Linked DNA regions of Anser cygnoides: region 1 is linked to region 2. The links are chromatin contacts, called in public Hi-C maps. All regions are on one chromosome and are shown on one strand. The core of a region is the stretch at or near the end of the contact, and the rest is flanking DNA. Distances in the headings are between cores, read along the strand shown.

Region 1 (2,700 bases), core at 70-2,569, 52 kb before region 2:
CTTGGGGTTCCTCAGCAGGTCCGAGAGGGTCCCTTGAGAGCGGCACAGCACCCGCTGGGCGAAGATAGCCTGGGGGATGCTGTACCGCTTGAGCTCGGTGGTGATCCTCTGAGCTACTTCTTTGGTATTGATTTCTTCCATTTGCCCTGAATTACTTCCACTGTTGACCTGCGAACCGGTTACAGAAGGGTTTTGCTCCCTGGCAGAGCCCAGGATCTGCCCGTGGCTCTGGGCGTTCAGGTGGGCATGGGGGTGGTGCGGGATCCCGTTGATAGGCACCATGCCGGCGGAGGTGGGGGTGAGGTGTTGGTCGCCGTGCCTGGCTAACATGGCGGGGTGGTGGGCTTCGAAGCCGTTCGGGGTGAGCATTTTCTCGGCGGGCATGGCGGCGCCGGGGTGAGCGTAGTGGGGCAGCCCTTGCTGGGAGTTGTGGATGCCACCCAGGCCCGACCCGGACAGCGGAGAGAGGCTCTGCCCCATGCCGGCGACATCCTTGTGGTAGGGGGTGTAGAGGTTGTTCACGGACGCCAGACCCCTCTCGTCCCGCATGAGCGTGAAGCTGCCGCTCACGTTGCCCGGGATCCGCTGGTGGGGGTGGTGGTGGTGGTGGTGGTGGTGGTGGTGGTGGGGGAACTTGTCCGACACCGTCGAGATGGGAGGCAGCGGCTGCAGCGGGGTCAGCGTGGTGTAGGTGCTGCTCATGCTCATGCCGGGGGGGGTCTCGCAGGCCATGGTCATGGTGGGGTGCAGGGGCCCGCTCAGCCCGTGCTCGGGCGGCCGGTGGTGGTGGTGGTAGTCGCCGCCGTCGAGGATGGCCGCCATGCCCATGGGGCGCGGGTGGGCCGCCAGCTGCCCGCCGCGGTGGGCCACGGCGCCGCGGTGGTGGGGGCTGCCGCTCAGCAGCTCGGCGGCGGCGGGCACCGGCTCGTGGCTCACCCCGTGCAGGTCGCCGATGTTCTCCATCGCCAGCTGCGCGTTCATCGCCGGGCGTGCGGCCGGCCGGGCGGCACGGCCATCTGCGGCGCGGCCCGGGGCTCCTGGCGGCGGCCGCGGGACGGCGGCGGCGGGGGCGGCCGCGGGAGGGGCTCGGTGCTGCTGCCGCTGCTGGTTGGCCGCCTGCAATTAATTTTTTTGGTGATTTATTGGATTTTTTTTTTAAATTTATTTTTTTGGATGACGGCGTCGGGTCGCTCCTAGGGCCCCCGCTCTCTCAGGACGGGCTCCGCAGCCGCGGCGGGTGTGCGCCCGCGTCCCTCGCCGCCCCTGCCCATGGCTCCCGGCGCGCTCCCCGCCCGCGCACCGCCGCCGCTCCTGCTGCAGCCGCGGCGCCCCGACCGCACCGGCCCGGCGCATGCGCGCGGCGCCCCCCCACGCCCCCGGCCCCGCCCCGGGGCCGGCCCCGCCCCCCGTGACGTCACCGCCCCTATTAAGGAGGCGAGCCCCGCGCGCGGCGCCCAGAGCCGCGGCCCCGCCGCACCCGGCACGGGGCGCGCTCGCGCCCCGCCCCCCAGCGCCCGCCCCGCCGGGGGCTGCCAGGACGCCCCCCCCCGCTCCCCTGCGGGGAAAGTTCCCGTTATCCCGGCACCGGGAGGGCCCGCGGGGGGGCGGTTTTCGGCCGCGGGCAGCGCCCCCGCCGTGCGCCCCGAGCCCCCCGCGCCGTGCCCGGCCCCGCAGGGCCGTCCCGTGCCGTTCTGTCTGTCCTTTTCGTTACGTTTTTTCCCCCGAAAGAAAGCCCGGCAGAAGGAGGGGAGGGGGCGCGCAGAGCCTCCCCGCCGCCCCCCCCGCTAGCCGAGGCGCCTTTATCCGGGAAGCACGGGCAGCTGTGCCTATTGTCCGCCCCTTGACAACGCCGAGCCCAGCCGGGCAGCGCGCAGCCTGTGCGCGGCGCCGAGCGGCGGGAGGCCGGGGCCGGGCCGGGCCGAGCCGTGCCACTGCGGAGCGCAGCCGGGGGGCCTCGGGCCGGCGGAGCACCGAGGCGGCCGGGCGGTGCCCCCGGGGCGGCCGCAGCAGCGCCCCGCTGTGCGGGGGGGATCCGGGCGCAGGGGCCGGGACCGGCCGCCGAGCGCCCTTCGCCCCCTGCCCGGGAGCGGGGCCGGGACCGGGCACGGCCCCGAGAGGGCCCCGTGTCCCGGTGCCCCCCCCGGGATGGGCACCCGCGGAGTATCTCCGTGGACCTGGGCTAACGACGGCCCCCGGCGGGCTCGCAGGAAACTTTTCCGTGCCTGGTGCGCTGCGTGCGCGGCCCGCGGAGCGGACAGGATCGGGGCTTTTCCCCTAAAAATTCAGAGTTCCCACAGCCCGTGCGTTATTTCCCGGCACTAAACCCGCACACCTCTGTCCGGTTTTGTGCTGGGGCTGGGGCCGCCGAACCACCTCCCCGAGAGCCACCCGTTACTCACCGCCGTTCGTTCTCCCGCGCTGCCCGAGGCTCCTCCACGTTTTATTTTACGCTAAAAAATACCTCCGGGTCCCGCACTTCTCCTGCCTCTCCGATCACTCCCTCATCCCTAAACCCCTCTCCACCTCCCTGAATTTAGGCAATATTAACGCTAACAACATCGCAATTTCTGATAGCGAGGGATACATAAGGAAAGGTGTAGCGGTGGCTGAAGCAAAAATAGCCCTGAAACGCAATTAATGCTCTTAGGAAACGTTTGGGGTAAAATAAAACAAAACAAAACTATCCAGAGCATTTCACCA
Region 2 (2,700 bases), core at 147-2,646:
AGCATAGAGGACCAGCAGGCAGACCTACACGTTCCAGGTTTTGAACTGCTTTGCAGCTGGTTTCAGGTCATCCTGCGGCACCTCCTTTGCTATAGTTTACATATAACTATACATATTACATGTAACTATACAACAAGTTTAGTAAAACACTGAATTTGACTCCAAAAGGTTTTAAGTTTGTTTTAGATTTTTTTTTAATTATTATTAATCAGAAGAAAAATAATCTGATTTGTTACACAGTGTAAATACCTCTTGCACATTGCTGGGAATGTGATCTGAAGGAATAGCTGCAAACAGCACATATTTATACTGGATATGTAGGCATTAAGAAGGGGGAAAAGGAAGGTCCAAAGCTTGGGAATTAATGCGGTGTTGCCCAACAGCTACATTCAAATACATTTACTTTTTCAATCTGTAGTTTTAACTTTGTTGAATCTGTTATTTTCATTCATAAATACACCACTCTTTCCATCCTCTGGGTTAATTTTTGCTGTCATTTTTTTGCTAGCATCTCACTGAGACCCGTGGGGCCTCTCTGAAGTGTGGAGCCAGAGGACATTTGGCACTCCAGGTAAGGAGATGCTTACCCTGGGACCTGTAGAAGTTGGGGCTTTGCCTTCACAAGGCCACAGGGGAACTGTTAGGCAGAGGACACAAGCACCTGCTGCTCAGTCTTTCTGCATGACTTATGTAGTTTTTTCAGGGAAGAAAGTATAGATGCCCTTGATGCTGATTTCTAGTGGCCACATATGCCAGTGCGTTAAGTCACGATTCATGATAACACAGAGGGGAAAAGCAACAACAACAACCCTCCCACCTCCAAAAAATGCCCACACCTAACAATGGAGAGCTGGAGCCCTGTGCTGGCGCAGTGAGCTATGCAGACTGGGGCTGCCTCTGGTCCCTAATAGCCTGTGGTGTCGGGAATCTGCCAGATACACTGACCCCTGCTCCTGCATGCCAGGAAAATCACGGATAGTTTTGTTTTGCATTGAAAACAGTGTTTAGCTTCTGAGGATCAAAGGTCTCCTCCAGGCCCTGCCATGATTCACCATGCGGCTGCCCTCTGTCCCCGACCCCGAGCGTCTCCTTTTCCTTCTGCGCGACGGGGACCACGACACTTGCCCATCTAGAAAAGCCCTTCAATAGCCCCAGCCAAAAGCAGAACCACTTGGTTTTGAGGGGCAGGTGTTACAAAGCGACGATTATTTTCACTAGAAATATCTCCCTCTAGCAGATATGCAAAATGTTTCTCTCTGATTTGGTTATTTACTGTGGTTTATATGAATTATAGAGCAGTCGTCTTATACCCTGGTTTTCAGAGTAATGCGACATAGCTACTAGAAATCCACCTAAGCAATTACTTTTCTGATCTATTGCCAGATTCCTTTTATATCAGCAGTAGCAGCTTGAAAAACCTAACAAATAACATTTTACATAGGCTTGTAGTCTATATTCAATTTTATCTGATTATTTTTAGCACAGTGATTTGAGAATCCAAATTACAGCTAAGAAAATGGAAAATTCATTTTCCAACAATGCCTTAAGCTTCACTAGCATTTTAGAGTAGAACATTTCTGTGATGGCCTTTGATTCAATCCAGGCTGAACGAAAGACATTTCATCACCACAGAATGCATTTCTTTATTTGCCTTGGATCTATGATTCTGTCAGTATTGAGAGAAAAGAAAAATCAATGCTGCACTATAAACCTCGGGCAGCCCCTGGCCAACGTGGTCAGCATGGTGTGAGCAAAGGAAATGGCAGGGGAAAAAAATTGACCGCTCAGCAATAGTGTGGCACAGTAACGGACAAAGCTCTGGGCTAATAACAGCTTGCAATTACACATGGAAAGCCAAAGCTTGTAGGGCATTCAGTACGAAGGGGATGTAATACAATTTATTGAACCACCGGTTAGAGTTCTGCAGCTCCTCAATAAAAAAAAGAGCTGTGGACCTGTACTGCTTAAAAGACAGACTTATATGGTGCCAGCAGGGGAAGGAGACTTGAAGAAAGCAGAAAGCCCTTCCTTTTTATGTCTTGGACAGTGAGCAAGTGGGGGAACGCAGCCTATTTGTGCTTTCTAAAAATACAGCGGGCAGGCTTAAAGGCACAGCCAGCGCTTGGCCACTGCCGAGCCCGCGTGCGGGATGCATCCTGCGCGGCAGCCCGCAGGTGGGGACAGGCACGGGCTGTGCTGCGGGCAGGGCTTCACCCACCCTGCCAGCACCCTGCATAAATGCACAGTTACGGGAGACTCCTGGAAAATTTCGGTACGTACATCCCTCGGCACTGGTTTTGGGCATCTGACATACTGCTGCTGGAAGAGCAGTAGCTTGCTCAAAGACATGGCGTAGAAGTAGGACCCAGCTTTCCAAACCCAGTTGGTAGAACACAGAGGGAATTTTAATTTTAACACCCAGCCTTCAGACCCTGCACCTCCTATGGACCCCAACACTTGCAGTACTGTGGAGCCCTGTAAGTGCCTGACCCCCTTTGCACATATTGCTAAGAATCATTGTTTCTTAACTCTTTGGCTGACATTGAATTACCAAGTACTACAATCGTGGTAAAGCATGCATTGGAAACAACCAAAATAATAGTCACCATAAATCTAATCATTTTGTGATCTCAATTAAAGACATCAAACTCATCTCACAAGGCAATAGGAATACGAGACTCCTCAACCTTACTAACAGCC

Evidence for each region. A called contact is a pair of places that touch in the nucleus more often than the background predicts.
Region 1: a contact with region 2 is called in a Hi-C map of liver, with 5 times the contacts expected there. The contact joins the promoter of ONECUT1 here to the enhancer-like site in region 2. A contact is called at or near these places in 2 of 7 Hi-C or Micro-C datasets (both in liver).

The regions. Positions count from the first base shown.
Region 1 is chr11:19,903,466-19,906,165 of Taihu_goose_T2T_genome, reverse strand. ONECUT1 (one cut homeobox 1) reads right to left here and starts at 1,319. Exons shown (of 2, transcript XM_048060275.2): 1 at 1-1,319. The coding sequence starts at 981.
Region 2 is chr11:19,851,612-19,854,311 of Taihu_goose_T2T_genome, reverse strand. No RefSeq gene overlaps it. Among named protein-coding and RNA genes, the nearest start is that of ONECUT1, 52 kb to the left of the region's middle. Within about 2 kb of position 1,396, at least 1 of the 3 cell types and tissues checked has open chromatin away from gene starts, as enhancers often do. A contact at or near this core is called in liver, where this site is marked.